Linked DNA regions of Pan troglodytes: region 2 is linked to region 1. A link is a contact called in public Hi-C data. All regions are on one chromosome and are shown on one strand. Each heading gives the region's core, a stretch centred on a gene start, on an enhancer-like site or on the middle of the called end of the contact. The rest is flanking DNA. Distances are from core to core; before and after follow the strand shown. Region 1 holds the start of SMAD3 (SMAD family member 3). Region 2 overlaps SMAD3 (SMAD family member 3).

The links. Hi-C and Micro-C count contacts between places; a contact is called where the count stands out from the background.
Region 2: a contact with region 1 is called in a Hi-C map of stem cell-derived neural progenitor cells, with 3 times the contacts expected there. The contact joins the enhancer-like site here to the promoter of SMAD3 in region 1. A contact is called at or near these places in 1 of 7 Hi-C or Micro-C datasets (stem cell-derived neural progenitor cells) and 1 of 1 datasets of contacts at active chromatin or transcription factors (stem cell-derived excitatory neurons).

What each region holds. Positions count from the first base shown.
Region 1 is chr16:59,058,077-59,065,271 of NHGRI_mPanTro3-v2.0_pri, reverse strand. SMAD3 (SMAD family member 3) reads right to left here and starts at 5,556. Exons shown (of 9, transcript XM_001159972.7): 1 at 4,794-5,556. The coding sequence starts at 4,999.
Region 2 is chr16:59,139,577-59,146,103 of NHGRI_mPanTro3-v2.0_pri, reverse strand. All of the region lies in intron 1 of SMAD3 (SMAD family member 3), which reads right to left. LOC134808549 (a long non-coding RNA gene) reads left to right here and starts at 4,974. Exons shown (of 2, transcript XR_010151767.1): 1 at 4,974-5,707. Within about 2 kb of position 1,838, at least 2 of the 24 cell types and tissues checked have an H3K27ac peak or open chromatin away from gene starts, as enhancers often do. A contact at or near this core is called in stem cell-derived neural progenitor cells, where this site is marked.

The sequences.
Region 1 (7,195 bases), core at 4,307-6,806:
CTCCTCCCACAGAATTAACTGTGTTTCCACATTGCTGGGCACTTAGCACATTCCTCAGCCGCAGCTCATGCCCCATACCTTTGGGCAAGTCTGTCTCCCGCTCTAGACAGGGAGCTCTTTGAGTACAGGGACCCTGCTGTGGTCATTGTAGTATGTTCTCAACGAAGGACTGAATAATTCAATAATGAATGAATGATGCAGAATGAAGTCTAAACGTAACATACCTGTCAAATTCTCTGGTTCACAAAACACTTCCACAGGACTTATCTCATCCTGACTTGGCAGGTGCAGATATAAAAGCTGTGAAACTTAAATGGATTCCCAAATCCTTGCAGGTGGTAAAATGGTAGGTACAGGACCTGAATTTTGTGTTTTTTCCAGCAAAAACAGATGCCTGTCATTATTTTATTTCCTAACACAGTGAATTCTACAATATTTAAAAGGCACATCAACGCCCGCCCCCATCAAAAATCATCCATACTAGATCTCATATTTCTACTGGTAGCTGGGAATGAGAAAGAGATAGCAGTTAGATACTCAAATAATGCCCTATTAATGTTTCCCTTACTGATGTGTAAGCTTCTCAGAGGCTGGAACTTTTCAAACGTGTCTCTACATCCTCCTCTGGTACCTACAAAATTGACTCAGACACGGGAGGGGTCCAATAAATATCAATAAATCAACAAAATCCAGCCCTGTAACAACAGAGGGGCTGTCTGCAAACATTCCACTCCCAGGTGCAAGCAGCATGTTCCAAGGTTCTAAATGTTCCCAGGGAACGTCAAGTGGCGCCTAGGTTCAGCTGCAGCTGAGTCAGATCCCTCATCAGCTACCTATTGTCCTGCAGGAACCTCCTCTTCTCAGGCCCTACGTGGAACTCCCCTAATCAAACTTAACAAGAGCAAAGAGATAATGGACCACCTCCCTAGCAGCTGGAAGGGGGCTTGCTTCCAATGGGCCACACGGGCATGGTGCTCTGAACTGCAGCCAAGAGAAGAGGGAGGCCTCTACAGCCTTAGTAATAGGTCTATCCCCAGAAATCTGGAAAAGGCATGCTAAAGACTAGGATCTTTTTCCTTTCTCAAAGTGGGAGTACCCTGGCAAAAGTCAAGGAGATAATAAGAGGAGGCTACAGTAAAAGATCAGATTCGGTGAGGTGCGGTGGCTCACGCCTGTAATCCCAGCACTTTGGCAGGCCAAGGCGGGCAGATCACAAGGTCAGGAGTTCAACACCAGCCTGACCAACATGGTGAAACCCCGTCTCTACTAAAAATACAAAAATTAGCTGGGCGTGGTGGCGGGCGCCTGTAATCCCAGCTACTCGGGAGGCTGAGGCACGAGAATCGCTTGAACCGGGAGACAGAGGTTGCAGTGAGCTAAGATCATGCCACTGCGCACCAGCCTGGGCAACAAGGCAAGACTCTGTCTCCAAAAAAAAAAAAAGATCAGATTCACAGGGAGGGAGTAGATGCTGTGTGTCAGACCTAATGTTTGCTTCAATTCTCCAATTTTCCACTGGACTGGGTGCTCTGACACAAGAAAGCCCAAATTCCCTTCCAAACAAGCAATGCTTTAAGCTTGGTCTAGCTCCCAACAACGAGGCCAAGGCATGGATTCCCTGGTGGAAGTACAAGCTACCAGTGTCTACCAGAAAACTAAGTTTTAAGTGTGCCGAGCTCCTTATTCCTCATATAACGCTCACACACCAACTCTCATTCAGTGGCAAATGCTTTGATTCCATTCTTATAAACTGGCAAGGAAGATACCTGCAGCTTTACTCAGGTACTCAAGCAGGTGAGGAATGAGAGGCTGTTATAAAACTTGTGTAAATTCTGCCAATCCTGCCAGACCTCAGAGTATCCTGACAGCCCCTTTGTTGGTGTATCTAAATGAAGCTCTTACCACTTCCTTGGCACCAATCTCTTTCACCTTCTTTATGTCGATAAGTGTGTATCACGCCAGCTCCACTGATAATTGAAACAAGTCAGAGCTGGTGTCACAGAGAAGCAAGCCTGTGGTCTGGAAGTCCCTAGTATACAGCTCTAATTGCCAAATGTTGCTGTTGCTGCTCATGATTATATATTAGCCAAAACACACTTGGCTTAATCTCCTTAGACTGAGGGCTCCTTAAACCCCAGAGTCCAGATCTTGCGGAGTGTTTTTAAGCACCCAGTGACCAACCCCCTACACACAGGGGGAATGACTAAGTTAAACATTTTCCTTTCTCTACTTTCCAAACTAAAAGGCAGTTGTGGTGAAAGCAGACAATTTGACAAGCAACACTGCAATCTATGGGGCTTAGCAGACACATTGATATCACCAGCACAGGGCCAAACCAGCCACCTCCCCAAGACGTGGCCTTTAGTTTTCTGCCCACGACCAAAACAGCAGCAGCTGTTGCCAAGGGACACAAGGTGACCCAGAGGCGTGGGCACAAAATCCAAGGATGAAAATCCATTTTGTCTGGATCCACCCAAGCAACTGGGTTTCCCTAACTGAAAAAAAAGATGAAAAAAAAAATCTACTTTTGTATTCAGTCCTATCCAGGCAGGCAGAAGATGCCTCAGTCCTAACAAAGTCACGAGAAGGCCACAGGGCAGGTTGGCTTGAACTCTCAGAATCATCCAAAGCGTTCACACGTCTTAGGCTTCCAAAGTCTCAGCAGGACTTTGGAAGAGGAAAAGGCAGGCCAAAGGTATGGCCCCACAGAGGACAAACTCCTACCAAGGCAAGGGAAAGCAAGGCCTCTCTGCCAAGCTATCACCAGCCTAAAGATTAAAGAAGCAACCGCACATACAAAGATCCACAGGGCCCTCCCCAAGCTAACACAGCTTTAGCATTCAGCAAAGAATGTATTCAGGATCTTCAAAGTATAAAGCAGCATGGGGCAGCAGAAAGAGCACATTCAGTCAGAACCCCATGTCTATGACTCAAGCATTTTCACCTCTCTCTTTTAAGGTTTCCTCTGCTTTAAAAATGTGATAATCTTAAGCCTAACAACCTTATCTACTTTGCATGGCTGGTTGCTTGCTTGCTTTCTGTCTTTTTTTGAGGACCTCAGAAAACCATGTGAAAGTGCTTTGTAAACTGTGAAACACTTTTCACAGCTGCCTGTTTTATAATTGATACCACTTTTTTTTTCTGTTTCAATACATAAAGCACTTGTCTTCAATGCACCCAGGCAGATAAGGAGAAGGTAGGTTTGGCAGACCCCTCCCCAGACAGAGAAGTAGCATACTCACCCACTCTACCCCAGCCACCCCCACGGAAGGAATACAGAAGAATTAACAACCAGAGCTGGAACCAAATCCCAGGTCTCTCTGACCATCACATCACACCACCTCCTCTGAAGTCAATTCTGGCTCCCGATCACACGCCCAGAGACTTCCCCAGACAGCACACCGCCTTCCCTCCCCCTTTATTGACTGGATCCACCCAGTTAAAAAAAATTTAAGTCCGCACTCCCACCATATGTGGCATTTATTTCCAGGGGAGGCCTGCCCTCGGTTCCCGTGGACAGATGTTGCTTTGTGCCTGCCTGACTCGCCTGGCAGCCCCTGTACAACTGCCCCAAGCAGGTGGCCAAGGATGGAGTCCACCCTGGCCCAGGGGCAGGGATGACAATCCCTTTGCGGCTGACAGTCCCTGGTGCTTTCTACTCATTCCTCGGCAGCCTGGGAGCCCCAAAACAGCCAGCCCCCAACACACACGCTCTCTCCCTTGGTTCAGAATCAAAGGAGGCTGAGAGGTAGAGATAGGAAGCCAAGGTAACCGCACCCCCAATTCCCAGCCAGGCACATCTAAGCTAAGGAAGGCCCTGGGGGAGTGAAGTCACTGACCCCTTCTATCAGCCATCTGTGGGCTCCCGCCCGACCTAGCTAGCGCGCAACGGGAAGGATAAAGGAGATCCAGACAGATGGCAGCGCGCTTTGGGAAGGAAGGCTCTACAGGAATGCGAGGGCCGATGCGAGGCCCACTTTGGGGTGTGTTTTGTTATCTGCCCGGCTGCAGCCTGCCCCTCTCCCTCGTTCTGCACGGTTTCAAAATCTCTTGGACCAAAAGGAGGGCAAAAGAGTCGGGATGGGGGGGTGGGAGGTGGGAGAAGACCCTATTTTCCGCCACTTGTCTCTCCCATTTGGAAGTCAGAGCACTGCACTGCAACCAAAGTGCGTGCATGCTCAGGGGGCGGGAGACTGGCACAACCGAGTCTAAAAATACTCGATAAAAATGCTAATCCCGAAGGCAAAGAAAGAACGAAGAAGGAATCTGTCAATCACTAGGCTCCCGCTCCTCACCCACAGCCCCAGCTGTACGGACCGCATTCCTGTAGAGGAAAGTGGGGAGACCGGACTGAAGAAAAGAAACGCAAAGACACCACCACCTCCACGAGCGCGGGCAGCGGGGGCGGGAGGCGGCGGCGGAGGAGGGGCTCCGGCCCGCGGAGCCGAACAAAGCGGGCCTCAACTTCCAGCCCCAGCTCCCCGGAGTGGGGGCGGCCGAGTCCCGCAGCAACCCGCTCTCCCCTCCCGGAGGTGGAAAGGGAATGTGAGGTCTGGAAGCCAGAGTGCCGCGTGGAAGCCTCGGGCTCTGATCTTTGCAAATCAGAGATGGTTTTGTTTGGGGTCCCCCCACCCCCTTCCTGCCCGCGCTCTCCCACTCTCACACACACGCACCCACACAGTCTCACTCCCTCCCTCTCTCTCCCTCTTCCCATCTCCAGCCCCACTGGGTCGGCCCCGCAGTGCCAGGGGGCTGGGCCGACGTGCCCCCGGGTCCCCCGGGCGGGCCCCCACCTGGGGATGGTGATGCACTTGGTGTTGACGTTCTGCGTGGTGATGGCCTTCTCCAGCTCGTCCAGCTGCCCCGTCTTTTTGAGTTTCTTGACCAGGCTCTTGACCGCCTTCTCGCACCATTTCTCCTCCTGCCCGTTCTGCTCGCCCTTCTTCCAGCCCAGCAGGCGCTTCACGATCGGGGGAGTGAAAGGCAGGATGGACGACATGGCTGGGGAGGGCGCGCGGGCGGCGAGGAGCGCCCCCGGCGGGGCTGGGCTCGACGGGACGCCGGGGGCGCAGAGGGGAGCTCGGCCGGGGCCTGCCGCGGTCGCCCAAACTTCGCCTCAACTCTCGGCGAAGTTGCCGGGGCGCCGGGCCGGGCCGCGGCGCTGCAGCCTGCGGGGCTCGGCGCGCGGCCCTGCGCCCGGAGCGGCTCCCACGGCGAAGAGAAGAGCGGCCGGGCGGGCGGACGGCAGCAGTGCCGGGTCGGGAAGGCCCCGAACGCGGGGCGGTGGCGGCAGCCGCGAGACTCCAAGTGGCAGCAGAAGTTTGGGTTTCCGCACGGGGTAGCTGTTTGGGTGCCGCCTCCGGGAAGGAAAGTCCAACCCCCGGCCAAACTTCGCTCGCCTCGCTAGCTTTGATGCGCAGATCCCTCCGCCTCTGCGGCCTCACCGCCCCGCCACCCTCCTCCTCCCGGCTCGCCGCTCGCTCGCTCGCTCGCTGGCTGGGCCGGCCCGGGGCGTGCGCCGCGCTCCCGCTCCCGCCCGCTCCCAGTCTGTGTTTCATGCAAATCCGCGTGCAGCCTCCTTTCCAAGTGCTGTCACCGCCCCCTCGCCGCCGGGGCTCCCCGCCTCCTCCCCCGCGCCCCGCCACCTCCTCCCGCGGGCGCCCTGCCCGCCCCCTGCTCCGGGGAGGGCGCCCGGCCGGCCACCACCCCGCGCCCAGCATGCCCACGTGGGCGACCCGGGCGGCGGCAGTCCTGGCTGGAGCGCGCGGGACCCTGCGCGACCCCGACCTGAAGTCGGGCGGGCGCGGGGAGGAAGTCCTGGGAAACACGGCGAGAGGGGCCTCGGGCGGGAGGGCTGAGCGCGGCCCGTGGCGTCCGCTCTCGGAGTCCACACTCAGGCGGCTCGGTTGGAGTTGCGGGCCGGAGAGGGTTGGACTCGCAGCAAGTAAGCGCCGTGCGGACGCGAGTGCACCCTGGAGAGGACCCGAGCCCGAGAGGGGGCGCGCGGAAGGCCCGGGCCCAGGAAGTTGGGGCCCGCACTTGGCCTCGCGCTCGCTGATCCCCGTCAAGGCCCTTGGCCGGCGCTGGCGCCCCTGGGCTGTTTTTATTCTCTAGTCGGTGAGATCACACCGGCCGAGAGCCTCGGGAACGTGTGCGGAGGAGGAGGGGGTGAGAAGTGGGTCCTCAGAAGTGGAGAGCTGGGGACACCAGTGACAACCTGGACAATGGCTGGAGCCAGGGGTCTCTTGAGCCTTGTGAACCGAGTGCCCGGCAGAAAATGAGCCTCAAGGACATCTGTTGAGTTCTTGAAGGAATGAATGGAGGCGCTTTCGAATTTATCTTTGAAAGAAATTTACATAACAGGGTGTTTGTTGCTGGATCTCCTGATAGAGAAGGATCGGAAATTTGATAATTCCCAATAAATGGAAGAGAGTTTTGTTTCCAAAGCAATGAACTCACAAAAAAGTGGGGCAAGACAGGAGTTTTCGGAGAGTTTGTGTATTCAAAAAAAGCAAAACAACAACAAACCAATTGGCACATTGGGGAGCTCCGCGGCTTTTCTCTCCACCAAAAGAATTCAGGGGCGTCTGCCCGCAGGGCCCTCGGCGGTTTTCAGGAGCTACTCCAGGCCCCTCGGCCTTTCTCTTGCTGCCTCCCGCAGCCGACTAGCCGGTGTCTAAGCCCTTTGTTTGTTTTTAACAGCAGGAATCTCCCACCCCCACCCCTGCTTTGTTAAAAAAAAAAAAAAAAAAAAAAGTTATCTGCAACCCTCAAGTGGGTGGGGAGTTACAAAGCCCTGTGAGGTGTGGCGGAATCCACAAAGTCAGCCCAGAAGCGGCAGGGGCCCTTGCCTTGCTTCAGAGAACCGCCTCCCACAAGCCAATCCGCAGCTGCTGCTGCAGAAGTGCGCTGTGCTCCTCACCCTCCTCTCTTCCTAAATACCCGCCTGAAAAGGAGAATACGTGAAACCCAACTGAGTCTTGACAACCTGGCTTCCGTTCCTTGCTGGTCCTCCTGTTAACGCGCTGCCGCTGTGGTCTTAGGTTTCACTGTCCTCTTCCCGTCCGTCAAGAGAGACAAGGATGACACAATCCACATTTATTGATTGCTTTCTTCATTCCAGGTAGCCCGCCTGCTGCCCTTTGATTCAATCTTAACAGTGGTTGGTGAGGTAGATGTTCCTCTGCCTCACGTT
Region 2 (6,527 bases), core at 589-3,088, 85 kb before region 1:
TTATTATGTAATATATGATTGTTACTATGTATAATCATATATTACATAGTTTCAAATAGGAGAATATTGAATGCTTATATAGTAACATACATAGTAACATTCATATATTACATAGTTTCAAATAGAAGGAGGATATTGAATGCTTCCAACCCAAAGAAATGATAAATGCTTGACAGGATGGAGATGCTAATTAACCTGATGTGATCACCATAATGACATTAATATGTATCAAAACATCACTATGTATCCCATGAATACGGACAATTATTTGTCAATTTTAAAAAATCAAATATTTTTCAAAAACTCTAACTTTGGAGGGAAAGGTAAAAAGGGAAAATAGCCTGGGCGCAATGGCTCATGCTTGTAATCCCAGCACTTTGCGAGGCTGAGGTGGGTGGATTACAAGGTCAGGAGTTCAAGACCAGCCTGGCCAACATAGTGAAACCCTGTCTCTACTAAAAATACAAAAATTAGCCGGGCATGGTGGTGCAAGCCTGTAGTCCCAGCTACTCAGGAGGCTGAGGCAGGAGAATCACTTGAACCCAGGAGGTGGAGGTTGCAGTGAGCCGAGATTGCGCCACTGCACTCCAGCCTGGGCAACAGCGAGGGATTCCGTCTCAAAAAATAAATAAATAAATAAATAAATAAATAAATAAATAAAAGTGAAAATGGGGAGAAAGAGCTATTGGAGACTGTGAGATAATGGTCTCATCTTAGACCCTCTTCTCCAAAGAAAAGAAAACAGGCTTAGAGGTGGCAAGGTAGAACTGAAACACAAATCTGGGCCTTCCACTAATATATGAATGTCTTAAGACTGAGATATAAGGCCTGGCGTGGTGGCTCACGTCTGTAATCCCAGCACTTTGGGTAGCCAAGGTGGGCAGATCACCTGAGGTCAGGAGTTCCAAGACCAACCTGGCCAACATGGTGAAACCCCGTCTCTACTAAAAATACAAAAAAATTAGCCAGGCATGGTGGCGGGCACCTGTAATCCCAGCTACTGGGGAGGCTGAGGCAAGAGAATCACTTGAACCTGGGAGGTGGAGGTTGCAGTGAGCTGAGATTGTGCCACTGCACTCTAGCCTGGGCGACAGAGCGAGACTCCATCTTAAAAAAAAAAAACAAAAAAAAAAACAGACTGAGAAATAGCTTTGCTCTCTTAAAAAAAAAAAAAAAAAAAAAAAAAAGCAGGACATGGAAAAGTCCCCTCCCCTGACAACTGCAATTTCTCAAGTCTTATCTGCCGGCAAACCTCACTATTAGTTCAACTTCACAAAACAAACAATTCTTATTACAGGACTCTTAGTCATTCTGTTTTTCACTTTCTTCCACAGAGCAGAAGCCATTAGGTCTGGGTATCCTCTCTCTGCCCTCTTTTCCCAGACCTGGTTCCCAGCCTCCCGCCTCCTGCAGTCAGGTCTGCCCGAATCGGAGCACCATGAATCACTTCCCGTGGGCAGACTGCACGCTTGGGGGTGGGATTTACTTTCTTTCTTTCTTTCTTTTTTTTCCTGGAAAAGATTCTCACAGACTTTTGGGGTAAAACAAGTGGAACCAGGCGATGATAACTGGCGGCCTTGTTCTATCAAAACAAATCTTAAAGTTTCCAAAGACTTAGAGAAAATGTCAGGCGGGCATTCCTGACTGGGGGCGGGGGTTGGGGAGAGGTGAAGAGGGCAAATGAGGAGGTTTTGTGTTAATTGCACAGTTTTGACTTCCTTAATTATGAGTCACCGGCTAGAGAGATAAAACAATGTCACAAGTGCTGCATAACATGCAACGGGTCAACCGGGCGACTCAGGGCGACTCAGTGACATTCACGCGGAGAGGCAGTGCCTCAGGACAAGCGCTCACTCCAGTGATTTTACAACAATTCCTAGCAAATGTCACACAGTATGGTTGGGACATTTACAACCATCTCAGTCTTATGACATTTACAACTCAGTCCCTTCTTTTTAAAAGAAGCCCCAAAGCCTTCAGGATTTGAAACCTTTCAGTTAGCCACTGTTGGGTATGAATGGGGAGCTGGAAGTAAAGGAAGGGTGGGAAATGACCATGTTTCTTGAAAAAGTTAAAGGACCATGGAGGTAAAGAGATACCTTTACATGCAAAAAATGCAGCATTTGCATGACAGCAATTGCTAACGTTCCATACACATTCTCTTGCTTTCTGAACCAAAGCTTTACAAGCTTATATAAGCAGTTTCCATCCCAAATGGTAACAAAGAATGGGTGCCCTGTATATTCTGGCATCTGTACCCTGAGGACAGTTAAGTGGCCAATTAGCATTCCTTTCTGTCTAAGGGTACAGACCTCCTATTGTACCTAAAAAAAAAGGTTCTGGTTCATTGGGGCAATTCACCTAAGACAGCAAAGAACCCCTATGGGCAGGAAAACAGGAATTCCACACAAGCAAGAAAGGAGGACTTCAGAGAAGCCAGGCCCACACTTAACAATGTCAGGGTGGCAACAGCCCTCCTCGATTAAGCCGGCCTCATCAACTAAGTGGCCCTTGTCTGAAAGCTGCATCCCTAAAACAGCTACAATCAGGAACAAGCAAAGGCTTCCAGGTGAGGCGTCCTCCAGCTGGGTCCTAGATACTTACAACTCTCCCCGGTATCAGCCCACCCAGTCCCAGCTGAGATTCAGAGCACCTGCCCACCCACCACCTCACCCCCACTTCCTAGACAGGCCTAATTTACAGGCATAGAAACTCAAAATGCTGAACAGGCCCAAGTAGTGGAGGTAAAATGTTGCAGCCACAGTATCTGAATGTGAGGCTCCTGCACTCTTGGCCACCAGCATAGTGCGCTGAGGTGCAGGTGGGGACAGAGCCCTTGGAGGTCCAATTATCTTCCAGCTCAAACAGTAACCCACTCTGTGGCTTTCTGCTAAGAATGACCTCTCTCCATCCTCCCCTCCTCGAACTCTTACAGTTCACCATCCCCACTGTCCCGCACTCTTCAAATTCATCATCATTTAGCACCAAAGGCCTGGTATGATGAAGTGACTTCTGTGTGTTTCTGACTTCCCTTCCCAACAGTGCCAGGAGCTCCTTGAGGGAAAGGAAACCTAGCTTAACTTTGCCTGCATCCTGGATGGAGCAAGGGGCTTGCAGGTCACATTTGCTCAGAAAATAGTAATGGTAATGGAATTATTAGCTGATAGCATGCATCAGCAACTGGTAAGCTTCATAGTACCTTTCAGAAGACGTAGGAAATAAGCAAAGATCTCAGGCTGCCCACCAGCCTTGTGAACCCGATCAAGAAGTCAAGCCTCATAGCAAAGGGATCCACAGACGCACATTACTGCCATGGGCCCAATACCAGAAATGTTCTTTAAGCAATCAGCTGGTCTTGAGAGGTGCAATTAAAAACAGCAGGGGAATGACAGCCACAGGTGCCAGTTAGGCGAAAGCAACCAGCGGGGAAGTGCAGGAAGCTAAAATGTTTTTGAATGAGGAAACTCTGCCCACTTGCCATACCAGGGAGAGAGAGTCATCTGTGGCTAAGGTTGTAGGCAGACATTAAATACAGCGATTTGCAATAAACTTGCTCAACAAATATTTGTTAACTGGAGATTTTTATCAAGTGTTGGATTTAATAGAGGAGAAAGCACACAGATATATGGCCCACACTGGGGATGGACTGGAGCCCTGGCCGCTCATTAGATGACAGTGGTGTGTGTGGTCCTCCCTCTGGCTGTGCTACCGACTCATGGAGGAGTCTTTAGGTATGGATTATCTCATTTAAAAAATGATGGGTTCAACGGATCTCTAGTGTCTTCTCACCTTCTAGTACCTTCTAGCATTCCAAATACCTGTGAAATACACTAATTTGCAGGGAGAAGTGGCTTAAAGGTGTTCTGTGTCTACACTTCTCATTCCTTCAATGCTTTTAGGCACCTAGGGCCTTGGAGAAAACCTGAATCATAATATAGCAGCAGAGCAAATAAGTAATCAAAAATGTGGACTACCAACAAAAATTCCTCTTCCCTACTGTACATGGAGCAACAAACAGAAAGGATGAGAGAGAAAACTTCAGAACTTTGACTCTTTCTGCAGGTTAGAAGCAAACACAAAAGCCAAGTAAGCCCCAAACCCGATGCCAACATCAACTAAACAGTGGCAGTCGTAGCTGTCATGTGGGATATAAAGGAATTAAATTGATTTCAAACAACTTCCTGAGAGAGGAGGTTGCTTTAAACCAGAAAGGTGAGGGAGGCTGCAGAATTACTGACCTCAAAAATCAGAGGTCATGGAATGAATGAGACAGGTAGACAGGTTCCAGACATGCTCACATCTGTGGCTGGTAGAACTGGACCTGGACACGACACTGGGGCGGGGGCAGTGGGAGGGTGGTGTGCAAATGTCCTTTTGCAGAATATTCCAGCCTCAGAACCACAGGACTTTGGAGCTGGTGGGGGGGCATTTCACCACCACCTTCTTTTCCCCCTGAACACGTGAGGAAACTGGGGCCCAGGAAAGGATGGCATTTACCCAGGGATCCTTCTGAGTGAGCTCCTATGTTGTTTTTTTTCTACTCCAGGAATCATGACCCCAAAATTATGGCCCCAAATAGAAAACTCAGCTGTTGGTGTAACTGAACAAAGAAGCTAACACCACAATAAAGGGCAGGAGCTTCCATCAAGAGCAGAAAGAACAGAGTGGTTTCTGTGGAGGAGCGGCTGTGCCTGGCATTTCCCACCCTGCACACACCCAGCTGTTGGGGCCACACTCCACTGCAGCCTGTCTTTCAAGTCGGCCAGGCTGTCAAGCCTGGGCCCATCTCCCGGGCTCTGTAAACAGTTCTGGCTCTCTCTCTCTTCCCTCCTCCACTCTCAGAACACCACACATCACTGGGGCCTGGATTGTTTGGTAACAATGGAGGGGAACGTTAAACAAGAGTTGACGACGGGAAGTGAATCACTGAATTCTCAAACAGGCTCCGTGGAAGGAGCAAAGAACTGTGGGAGGGGCCCCTGGCAGGGCCTGGCGGGGTGCAGGGGAATCTTTGGAGGCTGCTCTCTTCTCACCCCGCCAAAGGACACCCTTCCAACTCTGCCTGGCTATAACCAGGTAGCAGCTTCATATGTCAGGCCCCATCTAGCTCCCAAATCACCCCCGCTACTTCCGAGTTTCCCTGGTGCTCTCTGCTCCTTGGATTAAGCAGGAGGGAGAAATGGAGAAAGAGCCTTTTTTCTACAAACACTGACCCAACTTTGTCCCCATACACCTTAAAGTCTGAACCTGAAGAGGCAGCTACAGGCTCTAACAGAAGGAAAAGGCTCATTCTTCTCTCCCCGCTCAGAGCATCAGCTACTTAAATGGAGATGTCCTCAAAGGAAAATATAAAACACAGAGACAATGTCTCTGTATGACCTGAGATTCCATATAAGTGTCTGAGAGAAGTCCCTCCCCGCTCCCCATCCCCCAACACACATTCCCTCTCCTAAGTCTGCACTGACTCCCACTCAACCCTGGTGCCATGGAACAGCCCCCTCCAGCCTCCACACTACCTGCTCTAGGCCGCACCTCCACTGGCAGCTGCTCTGGCCACGTGCCCTGGGCCTATAACCTTCAAAGTCTGGTCTCTGGCAGGCTGTCACATTTTATTCAAATGATGTGTAGGCATACTCTCTGCTCCTCCAAAAAGCAGTTGATCATCCAGTCTGTGTTTACTACAGGCCTACTATGTGCAAGGCACTTGGTGAGTATCTCTGTCTTAACTTCCTTTGCAAAAAATCAAAGATTAATGGCTCAATCTAGGAAACATTTAAGATTCTACGTGCAGGAAGAACAGGGCTGGGCACCCCTTGGTATATGTAAATGTGTCCTCAGTTTTGCTTTATAGGCTCTCTTTCCACAACTAGTTTTACCATGTCTACTTCAGCCTCATTAAGGAGTTAACACTGACCAGTTGCTTCCTAGAAGCAAGTTTTATGGTAAGCACTCTATATTTAAATACTTTAATCCTGTAGGACAGGGCCTCATCTTCCAAAAGATGACAATGAAGCTCAGAGAGGTTAGGAGTATTCCACAAGGTCACCCAGCAGGCAGGGGAGCAGAGCTGAACTCTGAACTCTAAACATTAAAGCCCAGCTTCTTCCCACTGTGTCAAGCTGTTGTTCTGCGTGCCCCAGCTGCCTTGCAGGGAGACACGGTGGAAACAACAGGAGACTGGAAATTGGGACTTGCATTGGAAAGCTGGCTCCTCTCCTTACCACCTGGGCCACCTCAGGCCAAGTGCCTCATCTCCGGGGGCCAATTTCCTCATTGGTATAAAGGGGCCACGTGGGAAGTGGTTCCTGTAGAGATTGCACATGTAGGCCCTTCATAAACCGGTAAGTGCCACACTGACATACAGTGTCACCCATAACCTTTCATTCACGAACCAGAAAATCCTGCCCAATGATGTTGCCGAACATCCACTCCTGAATTTTAACGTTATTACTGGAACAAGCTTGTGCAAGGTCAGGACACTGTAAGATGTCAGAACATTCTAGAAACATCATCTGGGAGAATTATTT